Linked DNA regions of Danio rerio: region 1 is linked to region 2. Evidence: chromatin contacts called from public Micro-C data. All regions are on one chromosome and are shown on one strand. The core of a region is the stretch at or near the end of the contact, and the rest is flanking DNA. Distances in the headings are between cores, read along the strand shown. Region 1 holds the start of med28 (mediator complex subunit 28). Region 2 overlaps rapgef2a (Rap guanine nucleotide exchange factor 2a).

Region 1 (7,157 bases), core at 1,319-3,818, 130 kb before region 2:
ATCCAATCTGTTTTAAAGCCTGTGTCTTTTTCATTTCACTAGCATGCATTATTATTCTTCAGCTAAACAATTATTTCATTTCAGTTGGAGAGAGAGTTTTAAATTTATTGCCATGTCAGCTTCTCTGGCTACTTGATGGCAAAACCAGGTCAAATTTATACATTTTCTATAATAGTAAAAAAATAAAAACTAATGATAACATTAAAAAGACATCAACTGCAATAAATAATACATAAGATAAAAATCTAAAGCACTTTAAGGTTTATTTTTGATAAAAAGTCTACCAAATTTGAAGAATTTGCATTTAAAAATATTTCCTTTAAAATCTCCAGACCAAAACGTTGACTGATAACATTAAAAAAAGGGCATTCTAAAAGTATATGTATAACACTTTGCAATATTGACATTTTGGGGGAGCTTCTCCTTTAAATAACTGTCAATGCATGAGTCTTGAGTGTCCGATACGGCATCTTGTGTTAACAACCCCATTAGATCTTAAAACAACTATCTGCTTTTCTTCCTACTAATGGCTGGATTCCAAAGAGTTAATTTTTTGAGCTCTATAGCCTTTTCTGTTTCCATTTAAAACACATCAACGTATTGAAATAAGTCTCTTCACTCTGACTTTATAGTAAAATAATAGGAAAAGTAGCAAATATTTTGAGGAACTGTCATAAATTGCATTAAAAAAAGTGTTTGAATTGTTTTATTTCTGTTTTTAATGTCAAACATTCCATTTCGAAGCTGTATCAAATGAAATAACAGGAACATAGTTTACTGTAATATGCTGTATAAAGTTGAAGATTAAGTAATTAAAATAGTTTTAAAAGTAGTTTTGGTTTAGATAATGCTGGATTGTATTTTCTTCTGTACATATGCTGTAAGTGCAAGGGTATACCTCTTTTTCCACCTGTTCTGGTTTCTGTACAGAGAGCTGTAGTCTCTTCTGAAGAAAGAAACATTCAGTCTGTCTGGCCACATCCAGAAACTTCTGTATACACTGATCAACCCCTGAAATACACACACAAAATAAATAACTGTAAAAAATGATTATTATTTTTTTAATGCACTGGTCGAGTTTTTGGGCAATATTTTTTCATAGCATCTTATTTCAGACTATTGGAAAGAAATGACTTCAAAATTACCAATTGTTTATTTGTGTCTAACGTTTAATTACAATCATTGTTGGGTAAGCTACTTCAAAAATGTAATTAATTACTAACTAGATAATTAAAAATGTATTTTAAATTTAAAGTCGGAAAAGTAACTTAAATGCTCACTATTTAAGTACTTGACTCAACTCTACTTAAAATCCCAATAAATCTTACACATAGACGATATAAACTAAACATAATTCTGTACATTTGACCCAAACAGGATCTTTTAGATCCCAAAAATGGATCTTCGAATAATAAACATGTATCAAAACATTTACAAGCAATGACACAATATTTTATAAATACCATATATTTAAGGCATGTAAATTATATAAGTAACTAATTAAATTACCTAAAAATGAAAAGTAATCCCTTAACATTTTCAGTAGAAGAGTAATTACATTTAGACAGTTTGTAACTACACATCACACTGATTACAATACATATACATGTATAAAATTCATCTTGCTAGCTCTCACATGGTTTCCCACTGAAGATATGAAGAGATCACAGGAAATGAGGAAGAATACAATGTTCAGATGTTTGTTCTGAATCATTGTGAAAAAGTTTTTTTTTTTTTTTTTTTACCGAATTTTCATATTTAAACAACAATTCAGAAAATATGTTGTTCAAAAATGTATAAGTAATACTGCATTTAATGACAGCATGACATTAGCTAAATGGTCATCTGTGATGTTGTTGCGGATTACTGAAAACTGTAGTATTTGAATATAGTCCACTGGTATTGGTGTCCAATATCATAAAAATTAACACATTTTTGGAGCACAGACGAATAAAAACATCTCTTTACCAGTTCGAATTTCTTCCTGGTCAGTTCCATTGACATAGTCTTGGCTGACAAGAGATGCAAAACACGCCTGGCAGAATTAAAAACACACATTAAAGTACATTATAAAACACAATATTAAACAGTTACACCGTAGATTATACAAAATAACATAGGATTATAGTGAAAAAATAAACTAACTCGCCCCATTAACGGTCTAACGGTTATATCATTTCATCAACAGCCAAGTAAATAATTTATTAATCGCGTACATAAAACTCATACGTGTGTGTGTGTGTGTGTGTGTGTATATATATATATATATATATATATATATATATATATATATATATATATATATATGTTTAAACAAACATTAACAAAGGTTTAGTGTGACTGCAGTTGCACCAATGTTATGTTAGCAGAAAAAGTTTACGTGAGCTCTTTACCTCGAAAGAAGCTTCCAGCTCATCCACTAAAGTGTTATTCGCCCCTCTGTTACCGGGAGTACCAGTGAGGAGCCCTGGCTGACCTGGACCACCCGGACCCGGAGGTGGATGAGATCCAGGAGGCTGCTGACCGGGGAACATTCCGCCCATGGACGACGCCATTTTCCCTAACAACAAGCTCTTTTCCTCGTGTGCGGCAAAGCACTCTTTCCAAATGTGAAGTGCCGCCATCTGTTGTACAATGCGTGCAATGAAAGTCATGTAGGCCCAGGTTTGTGCCAGTTTATCATCTAATAGCGAAATAATGTGTTTAATTAAACAGATTTGTTTATAGAGCCATTTTGATTTTCTCAGAATTAATAATATAGCCAATGCTAATACATAATTAACAGACCCAGTGGCAGTTCTAGACCAGAGTAACTTAGGGAGGGCATACATCACAACATGCATTCATGTTCATACATTGTGATCATACATCACAAACCACATCTTTTTACAATTATTCGAAGTCATTTTTTTCATGCATCACTCTGCAGTCTTCATAAACCAGCTAATTAAAAAACTACTCAAAATCCTCTATATATAATCTTCCATGTTATTTATTTGACAAGTAACTTTGTGTGTGAATGAGTGTGTACCATTGTGATGTTGTGGTTGCAGCTGGAAGGGCATCTTCTGCGTAAAACATTTGCTGGATAAGTTGGCGGTTCATTTCGCTGTGGCGATCTCTAATTGATAAAGAGACTAAGCCGAAAAGAAAATTAACGAATGATTGAAATTGGTCATAGTGTATGAGAGTGAATGTGAGTGTGTGTTTCATAGTACTGGGTTGCATCTGTAGGGGCATCCGCTGCTTAAAACATGCTGTAATAAAAAAAAATAATTTTTAAAAATAAAAAGAAAGAAAGAAAGAATAGCCTACGTTTCCAGTTGAGGTGAAATGTTGAACTCTCAGAAGCAGCTGAAATTCTCTCGTGGTCAAAAAAAGTAACTGTACTTCACACTGGATTTTGGAGCTGAATCATCTGTCATACTGTAATACACTTCGACAGGTGGATGCAGGTTGGGGTCCAGATCAGCTGGTGACATGAATCCAGGAGTCCCACATTTGGTCGGCGCCTGTATACTATATGTAGCAAAGCAGGACATGATGAAAGTTAAAAAGGTTGTGTTGGTGGTTATAGAAGTCTGTGTGTGGCATGGGATTTTAAATGTAATGCTAAATAATAATGGTCTTTTATGATTTTAAGCCTGGTCACATTTAAGTTTAAAATGCTGCTTCTCCCTCAATCTAGAGAAATAAATTGTGTTAAAAACTCAATAGTTTAAAATATAAACTTGCAATACTGATCAGTATTATTTCAAGACAAATGTTCAAAGTTTGGACTTGTCATCATGAGAAACATTTAGAATTGTTAATTAAAAAATCACGATTACATTAATCGTTTTATTATTTTACTTAAACAGGCTTATATATTGTGGCACATCAATTTAAAAAGGTTAAATCTAAATTTATCAATTAGATTAAAATAATTTAAAATGAACATTAAAGGTGCAGTAGTTGATTGTCTTCAGAAACATTTTTTTGTTGTGCTGGTTGAAAGTCTCTTCACAGTCCAATAGTAATGATTACAGTAAATGATCTAAATGTGTTTATATGTATTTTTATATTCTGGGTAAAGCATAAAACTATATTCACATTGGGTCATTTTTGAACAATGACAGCCTTCCTATACTGTTGACCATGCTCCTCTGAATATTCGCTCTGAAATAGCATGTAAATGTGGCTAAGTAATAAATGTAATTCCTGCACGGCGCTGGCACTTACTAACTGGCGAATGACATGAACTAGTGGGTTGTCTGTCGGCTGTTGTGACGTGGTGCGCGCGCTCACGATTTCAGGGGGTGTGGCTTTGAATCACAGTCCCTCCCCGCCGTCCAAAGATAATATGCTAAGCGGTTAGCTTTTTGGCAAATCACCTACTGCACCTTTAAGTAAATTTCAACAGCTAAATTTGGCCTTAAAGGGTTTTTGGCTGCAAAAGAACAAAAAGGGTTAAAAGTTACGAATTGCCGTGAGATTGCGTTGGTTATAAAACAGATAAATAAAATCAGGTTGAGAAAAAGTATGAAGTGCATGCAAACTGTACACATGTGGTTAGTAGGCTGCATTTGGTTTGCAAACCAGAGGAGAGATTAACAGAAATACCCAGTAACTTGAAGAATGCCTTTCAGACATGAGGTTTTCTGCAAGCCCCAGTCTGACACAATCTTCTCTAGGAGACCAAAGTTGCAGAACACATAGCGCAACACAGAACACAACCGATTATCTGCTTTACAGTTCGTAGATCCATGATGCTAAGTGATCATGGTTAATTTAGATTATTATGATTATTATTTATGATTATACAGCTTTGTGGTCTTCAGTTGTCCAGGACAGGGTCTTTGGCTTGTCCTTCAGGAAAAAGATTAATAGGGCTGGGATAGCAAGCTGAAGAATAATCTCCAATAGAAGTTGTTGAATCTTTGGAAACGTTGGAGTTCTTTCATAGAAGTGGGTCGAGGCTATTCTTGTATGGTGTGTACCTTCCCCTTGTCTATCTGTACTCTGGATGGGCTGATGATGTATGCTAGAAATGGCAAATGTGACTGATGGATCTCACGTTTCTCCAACTTCAAGTACAGGCGATGTTCATGAAGCTTCTGGTGGACCTACAGGATGTGATAGCAATATTTGTCAAGGTTTCTGGAGTATATCAGGATGTAGATGTAAACTAAGACAAAGCGATAAAGAAACTCATAGAAAACTTTGTTCATAAATGTCTGGAAGATTGATGGTATAATGGACAGTCCACAGGGCATCACTTGGTATTCATAGTGGCAAATGGGAGTAATGAGCGGCATCTTCAATTTGCCTATTTTACAAATATGAATGAGGTTGTTGGCACTCTGCAGTTCCAGTTTGAAGAAGTGTGCCCCATGGATCTTCCAGCTAAAGTGGTTAGAGCAACTGGACTATATGGCTGTTTCTCAATTCCAAGAAAGCAGAGAATGGACTTGCGTTCCTGTGGAGACCGATCTTGCCAGGTCACCTCGGAAGAACGAACCTGGGAGACCACAAGAACAGAGAACACGTCCTGTGAGAAATGAGATGCTGCGTTCTTCCTAATCGTCACATGACCCTCACGCATTTTAAACTGAAAAATTATTTAAACATTACAGCATTCATACAATGATTTATTGTTTTCTCCCTTTTCACAATACATACTATGCATAAAGACTTTACAAATATACGCTGCACTATACAAATAAAACAGTTTTTTTTTCAGCAAATAAACACCCTTTATGTGTTGATTCCTTTATTAAGATTTTCATGGGGATGTTCTTTCACCGTATTAGGGAAACTCCTGAGATAAATAAGTTATATCTTTGAACTTTAATAATAAACCTATGTAAAATGCTGCTCTTGCCACCTCCAGTCGCAATGATGTCTTGAGTGAGTTCGATGCTCAAGTCTGTGTCGGTGTGTCCTCGATATCAAGAACACATCCGGGAACTTTCACCTGTCATCCATTCTTGCGGTCTTGAGTTTTGGAACTGAACTTTAGCAGTTGATGATTACACAAGAACACGAGGATGCAACATCGCTGAAGATCACATTGATAAACAGCCTATGAGAGTTCAGAGCATGATAATCAATGCAGGGCTGAAAATTACTATCTTTCTTACCAACAAAGAAGAAGCTCAAAGTAACTGTTGAGGATGATAGAATAATCAATTCTTGGTGCATCCTACATTTAATATTTCTATACATGTAATGCTTCCTGCACATATTATGTCTCAATAGCCTTGCACTCTATGATGGACAGAGGTAAGATCATTCCTTCGGATAGTTGGGCACCCAGAAGCAGGACGAAGGCACAGTCATGTAGCTGATGAGGTGGAAGTTGGGTGACTGCCTAGTTTCTAGAACCCCCAGTATTCTTTGAGGATCTGTGTCTTAGGACATTTGATGAGTTTGGAGTCTGGAACAAATAAGGATGAGGTAATTATGGAAACAAGTTTGTTTAGTCTTTACTTCAGTGGATGACATCACAGGAACTTCAACTGAATTTGCAGAATTAAGACATAACCGCAAGTTAGGATATCATGATGCTGATGGTGGAATGTTCCAGTTCCAAAAGCGACATGCACTCTTGATGGAATTAGCTCATTTGCAGGGTGATGACAGGGGTGCAGAATGCCACATGACCACGTCCATATGGTTTTCTTTGTAAAGTTTGTACTGAGAATTCATAATCATGATTTTCTGGTGATAACTGAAGCCAGTTTGGGCATTCTTGAGAAATTACATTTTCAGATTAAACTAAATCAATGAGAGCAAACACAGAGTGAGGAAGAAGCTTGGACATGTCTGATATAACAGGAACGGAAGAGGTGACCAGCATTTCCACCAAATAAACATGCTTTGATGGTATAGGAAGCATGGTTTAGTTTTCTTTAGTGAGTCATGTAGGTCCAGTCTGCATTGATTCTGGTACTTGTAAGCAGGAAGTGGGTGGAGCAGAGGTAACCGATGATTGGTCAGTGGCTTCGTACAAATCCTGGTAAGTCTCTGAATTTCCGTATGGAAATCGCCTATATCAGAGCTTTATATTAGAAACACCTTAGAGCTTTCCAATACGAACTTTGATGGTAGCATCCCAATATACAGATTCCCTTGCAACAGAAAGCCACTACACTCTGCCAATGTGAATTGCAGAG
Region 2 (7,049 bases), core at 2,775-5,274:
AAAGAAACATAATAATCAAAAAATCGCAAGTTGCAGCCCTAGTTTATCAATGCTTAACTAAGCGTGAAAATCCCATATTAATAAAAATTTTTGAGCAGTTGGAGCCTGGTACTTTCCATAAACTGTTGTACATAAATATGGAAAAAAAAAATTGAGGAACAAAATTGTAATAATGGTGTTTTTTTTTTTTTTTTTTTTTATGCTTTTACTTGTACTTTTTTGTGGTATTTGTAAGGGATAGGAAGAATAATTAAGTGTTCATAATGTTTTATTAATAGTGAATTCATATGATTAACATTTTTAAAACGATTCATTGCTTGTTTGTGTGGTGAATGGCTGTGTTGGTTGGTTGCATATTTGTTGTTCATATGGCTCTATTAATATATAAATAAACTCACCACTGAGAGAAAGCTTCTTTTCTGCAGTTTTTGTTCGCTTGGTGTTGAGGAAATAGGAAAAAAATAAGAGGATTAAGAAGAGCTTGAGCCATAATTTAAGCCATATTGAAGAAAACAATGGCAACTAAAACACTTCTGAGTTTTTAAGGAGTCAGGGTAATATTGTGCGTTGAAATCGAAATTTCTAAACATGGAAATAGATGCAATAGAGTAGAGTAATATTAATATGTTATTTTTAGGGAGAGGAGGAGTGGTTGGGACTTTTTTAAAGGTACATTTCATGTAATCTTCTAATGAAATGTCAACAGATTTAAAAACATTGAAGAGAAAGGAAACTGTAGGCTTCTTTGAAAATAAAAAAATAAATGGTCAGGTTAAGCATGCAAGTAAGAAAAGGAAGTTGTGCAGAAAGCCTTTCAGTTAGACGTTGCAAGAACTGAAACTAGCGTTTCACAGAACAGCCATTGTGTTTTCGTCTTGTCGTCTTATAATATCAATAAAAGAGCCATAATCTGCATCGGTTTAATAAGTTCAATTGCTTTCTGATATCTACATAATAGTTTTATGGCTTCAGTAAGTTCAAACAATCTCCAGAAACGGTTTTGTATGATTGTTTGTTACTCTATAAAATAAATTCACGATAAATTAACAAAAGATACAATTAAACATATTTTATGCCTCTTCCGAGTGGAACTGAATAAATGAAAAAGCAGTGAACTTTGAATCTTGTCTCAGGGTGTACTGGCACTAGGCCATCCAAACCGGATCAGTGCATAGTTAAGTTAAGCGTAGTTTGGTTGGGCTCGGGTGCAGTGTGAGTGCAAAGCATACCTGAGCTCAGAACTGTAGTCTCAAGATCACTTTTAAGGGACTTTTATAGTAATGAAGTGGAGTGAAAATATTTTGCATGTATAGGTTTTTTTATTTTTATTTTTTACTGATCATATCATATACTGATGCGTACCAAAACCTTGACCTGAAATCGAAAACCAAAATGAACTGTGAAAAGTTTGTATTGTTGCCCCCTTAGAAACTAGTATAGTTGAGGGTACCTTTCACCCAACAATGAAAATTCTGCCACTATTTACACACCCTCCATTTGCTTCAGTTGTTCATTGTAGTTTTTTCTTTTGTTGAGACAAAACATGCATTTGTAAATTTGAAAAAAACAGTGACCTCCAGCTTTCATTATCTTTTTTTTTACCTGCTGTGGAAGTCATCAATATTATAAAAAATATATTCCTTTGTTTTCAACAAAAAAGGTAGCTAATAAATGTTTGGAAAACTATAGGTGAACTATTGTTTTAAGCAGTATCACATGAGTGCATTACCACATTATAATCCTGTATAGGTGATTGTATATGTGCAATTGATTTTATACTACCAATAAAATCAAACAAAAAATTGAGCATTTTAGACACGATATTCTATAGCAGCCAGGGCAAGCAATTTTTGTGCGTCTGAATGTAATTTCAGCCCTGTTTTTAAAGACGTTTAGTCAGAGACCTGTACTGTTAGTTTATGGTTTAAAACCACTGATGCCAGGCTGTGAGAGAATGGAAAATAAATTGTGAGTACAGTTTTTTTATGTCATTTAATTGGTAGGTATTTTACTGAAGAGGAACTGGAACCTAAAGTTTCTCATTGTTTCAAAATGTCATAATTTTAGAAGTGAAAGCAAAAAGTTCTGGTTCTACTTTTTAAAGCTGGCACGTGTGTGAGTGTTTTTCAGATTTTATTCTGTGATCTAGCAGCCAGGTCTTCTAAGACCAACTGAAACGTGACCTTGGTCTCTTGACTCACTGGACTCTGTTACCATAATCAGAACTCTGTGCGTCTGTCTCTCACAGAGGAAATGCCACAGTCCCAGAATAAACATTCCTGCCCTTCTGCTCAAATCAACCAATCGCAAAACACAGCACGCCACCCATGACTCAAACCCATTGGGCAGTTTGAATTTACTTTAATTTGACTGTAGTCAGAGCAGACGAGTGGGATGGATGGATGTATTGGAGGGGAGTTTAAGATGATGAGAAAGGTTGATGGAATGTCAGGGTGGATAGAAGGAAGTGGTGATGCTGCTAATGTACTTTTTGAGTTAAGCTGATTCTGAGTTAGGGTGGTTGGTGTGGCCTTTCAAAGTTTCTGAAACTTTTATTCATTTTCATGCGTACATTTAAATGTCAAGGTTTTAGTCGTAAGTGTTTAAAACATTTTCCCATTTCCATCTAGTATTATGGTTTTTGAACTACAAACTGAGGTCATTGTACTATAAGAGTTAATTTTAGACCTCAAAACATTCTCAGTAGTCTAAGAACTTGCATTAATATATGCTCTTTTTGAATGTCTGGGTAAAAAAACAGCCGCTTTTGAACACTAGATTTTATTTTAAGAAACATTTTAAAATATTTTGGAATGGTAAACATGTCAGGCTAAATCCTTAAAAAAATAGGTGATTCTGCTGTCTTCATTAGCTTCAGAAGCACAGATTTCTTTACAACTTGAAAAGGCATCTTTGGATATCTATCTTTTCTTTAGATATAAAGTAAGCCACTGCATTGTTCAGGTCTATAGTGTGCTTGTATGTTGGTTTAAAAGTGATTTGTTGTATGATATTTGATGTTTGCTGAGTTGTGGACTGACCAGTTGCTTTTAATGTGGAGGGTCATTTTCTGCTGGAGATACTGTTGCCCTAAAAAAAACTAAATAAAATAGTTGTTAAAAAAACACACGAAAAAGGAACGGTGTAACACAATTTTAGCGGTTTTAAAACCTTGACTTTTCCAAACCGTGATAAAACCTTGAAACCGGTTATCCTCTCATGCATAGTCTATGTATCCCCTTTCTTCTGATCCCAACGTTAGGAAAGAGTGGATGAAATTTAATTTGAAGGAAATTTCAGACTGTGTAAGTTTCACCCTTTGTTCACTTCTTTTCACCACTGATGTCTTTACAAACAAGGCACAATTCTACACTGCGTTTTCAGAAAGACCCTACGTTTTTATTATTGTTTTGTCTATTATATATTGCTTAATGTGTATACAAAGTAGCTGTGTTTTTAACTTAAATCACACCAGTGTCCATCTTTGAGGGTTATAAGACGTCTAAACACAGTGGTGTAAATTCATATGTCCATCCGCAGCATCGCCATAAACAGCATCAATTATTGTAACCGAACCAAACTGAACCAGATTAGTTACCCACCCCTATTCTCAAAACCCCCCATAATGATCACATATTCAGTCAGTAGGCAGATTCTAGGTGTTTTTGTGGCTGTTCAAGTCCATTCAAACATAAGAGCATCTACACTATGAAAATTAATCAAAATGAGTTGATTTGAGTTAGTGCAGTCCCCATTTACACGTTCATTTAGTGCCATTCAGTTAGGATTAAATTCATAAACATTCATTAAAACCAGATTTAAACTTAGAAACAAGTAGTTTTTGAATTTTCACACACTTAAAACAAGGAAACTATGTTCAGTTTAAACAGAATCGGTGAAATGTGTTAATGTTTCAGTCCAGTTCATTCTTTAGTATTTTTTTTTTGTCAGTATGCCAAGTCCAATAACCTCAATGCGCAGCTCATATGACCTCATCACACCAGTGAAGTTTTAGAATTGCATCATCGCCAAATTCACAGGAAATGCTTAATGTGTGACTCTAAACTTGTCAACTGGAACACGTGAATGTTTTAAGAAACCAGAGGTGTTGGTAAATCAAGGCAAAAATCTAGACCCAAATCACATCTTTTGCATAAAATACAAGTTTGATTACTGCACTGATCAATGATTTTAGCTTTTATTCTTCCACACTGAATATCAATAAGCTTTTATTTGGTTTGAGGTTTTTACACCTCAAGGTTTTTTAGCTTTTAAAAGTTTGAATAAAGGCCTTCTTAGTAGCATTAGTATGGCTATTTACTTGGCTCTTTCCTCTTTCAGATACTCTACATAATAGGTTCATATGATCTCATTGTTGCATTCATGGGCATCAACAAAACAGGAAAAGATTTCCTTAAACAGTTTCCTGATCAGAAATGTACTTACAAAAACATTCCTAAAGACACATGTGAGGAACTGTGTCTGTTAGAGCAGAAACAGAGAGCTATTAGAGCAGAGAATGTTAGAGCAGAGATGTACATTTAACATTGCATGACTGAGACGGTGACAAATATCATGCCATGGCATCAGACACGTGAATGCTAGGATCTTGTCATAAGAGGAACAGCACAGTGACAGAAGTAGAGAGAAAAACAGAAGCGAGGAAATGGATCTGAAAGTGAAGGAATGAATAATGGAGTATCTGCAAACATTCCATTCTTGTTAAACGCTGATTGTATAACTCAGGATGGGTGGAGTTAAGTGGTGTTTAAAGAAGGTTGTGCGCTCTGTGTTCTCTGGTCAATGGTATGTATTTGTCACTGCTGCTTATATTCAAATTCATATGGCACCTCCTACTGGACCTTTGATGTATATACAGGCAGGGTTTTTTATATTTGATTTAACATTTATACGATAGCAAAACAGTGCAGTAAATATAAAGAGAAGAAAATAGGACAGAATATTTGTCAATAAAATAATTTTATTAAAAAATAAAGGTAAAAATAAAATTATATTTAAAAAAAAAAATAAGGATCGTCTAACCTCTCTATATACGCATACACGCAGTGCTCAGCATATTTGTGTACACCCCTTTTTGAAAATGATTATTTTTATTCATTTCTCAGTGAATATAGGCAATGTATTTTAGTGCATTTAAACAAAACCTATTTATTAAACAGATATATTTATTAAAATGATATTTTAGTCACCAAGCACATTTAGAAATTGAAAGATAATACAATTAAATTCAAGCAAAATATTGCAAAAACCCTTACTAATTTTAAAAAATGTTTTGCTTCTCTTTTTTAAAATTTGTTTTTAATATTTTTCTATAGCATATTAATTTAAATGCAGTGCTGCATGTTTGGTCTGATACCTTTTATATCATATCTCAGCCAGGCAGTGATGATCACATTTTTAATTTTTTTTTTTTTTTGCAATCAGATCACGGCAATTTTGTATGGGATGACAGTTAACTGGAACCCATGGGGCTGGCTGACTGCAATTAAACGTTTGTGTGTGCATAATATACCCCATTTAAGTGATTTTATAGGTTTATCCAGGGTGTCTGCGGGGTCTTTAAAAGTAATAAAATTTGAAAAATCAAATATGAGAAAATTAAGGCCCTTAACATTCACATTTTTACGTGGTCTTAATTCTTGTTCAAGTGTTGTCCAAAGTGTTTGACTCCAAAAAAAAAGCTTAAATATATTTATTTTCCTCCTAATATAAACAACAGTGTGCTCGATCTACGTGATTGGTTCGGGCCGGGGCGTAATTTGCGACAAACCGGGAAGGTGATGTGACGCTCTTCACATATAGTGAAACTATAGAGCTAAACAGGCAGTAAAATGGGAAAATGTAAGTTTGCGTACTCCTGGTTGGAGAAAGACGAGTTTAAATGGTGGCTGAAACCTGTCACTGAAAACAACCGTGTAATTTATTCTTTCAAGCTTTGTTTCTTCCGAGCTTATCTGAGCGTAAAATGTCTTGCATAATTATTTGGGTTTGTTTTCCCCTCATTTTTCCCAACACATATTAGCAGTGAAAAAGCGAAGCTCAAAGTTATCAATCTTTTATTTATTTATTATTATTTTTAGAACTTTTTTTTACTAGAATATAAGATGTCTACTTATTTTCATCACTGAACACTGAATGAAAAATTAAAATGTGCAAAGAAAGAAAGAAAGAAAGAAAGAAAGAGAAAGAAAGAAAGAGAAAGAAATCTTAGTGAAATTAATTGGTAGCAGGGTTTCATGCAAAATCTGTGACCGCTAAATATTATGTTCATTTTTTGCAGGATCTGCAGATTGTGTACTCATACCTTCATGGCATGGAAGCTCTGTCCAACCTGAGGGAACACCAGCTCAGGTAAGAGATCACATTTGTGTGGGGATGTGAGAGCTTTTACATTCCTTTATTACAGAGCGAATGTGATTAACTTTGTTTATTCAATTGCAGGCTGATGTGTGAGACGGTTCGATATGAACAGCATGATGCTAATGAGGTTTTATACTAGTGAGTATCTGAACTCGCGCACTCAATAAACTCCCACAAAAGCTGTCAGAAATGTATCTCTATCTAGGTCAGTTTATCAGAGGTTTACATCAAAGTCACGAGGCTGATTTCATCCACACACACATACACACACACATACACATCTGCTCACTCTCTCTGTCTCAGACACAAACACACACCGACATCTGTCTGGTGCTCAGTTCATTTAAAACTGTAATGTGCATCTACAGACGGGGATTAAGCATCTAACGGCTTTCTGAATATGGACACACACACACTGCCTGTTGAAATGAAGCGTTCTGTCAGGACCACTGATTGTTTCGGGTTACTGCTAAAACAATTTAAGCAATGTTCTGGGATCAGTACACATTAAGCTCATTGATCGTATTAGCAGCATACTATCAATCAATAGAGAAAATATTTTCAAATCCTAAAAATCTCAATTATATTAAGGCACTTAAAATGATGTTGAGGGGATCGGTTTGTTTTATAGAGTGTATTGGAACAGAATTGTCCAGGATTATTTTTTT

Evidence for each region. A called contact is a pair of places that touch in the nucleus more often than the background predicts.
Region 1: a Micro-C map of caudal fin shows a contact between it and region 2, with 3 times the contacts expected there. The contact joins the promoter of med28 here to the enhancer-like site in region 2. A contact is called at or near these places in 1 of 18 Hi-C or Micro-C datasets (caudal fin) and 1 of 4 datasets of contacts at active chromatin or transcription factors (embryo).

What each region holds. Positions count from the first base shown.
Region 1 is chr1:22,867,054-22,874,210 of GRCz12tu, reverse strand. It overlaps med28 (mediator complex subunit 28), which reads right to left and starts at 2,568. Exons shown (of 4, transcript NM_001007770.1): 1 at 2,394-2,568; 2 at 1,969-2,035; 3 at 899-1,011. The coding sequence starts at 2,555.
Region 2 is chr1:22,739,781-22,746,829 of GRCz12tu, reverse strand. It overlaps rapgef2a (Rap guanine nucleotide exchange factor 2a), which reads left to right. Exons shown (of 27, transcript XM_073950842.1): 2 at 6,302-6,372; 3 at 6,463-6,519. Among named protein-coding and RNA genes, the nearest start is that of rapgef2a, 24 kb to the left of the region's middle. Within about 2 kb of position 4,024, at least 19 of the 62 cell types and tissues checked have an H3K27ac peak or open chromatin away from gene starts, as enhancers often do. A contact at or near this core is called in caudal fin, where this site is marked.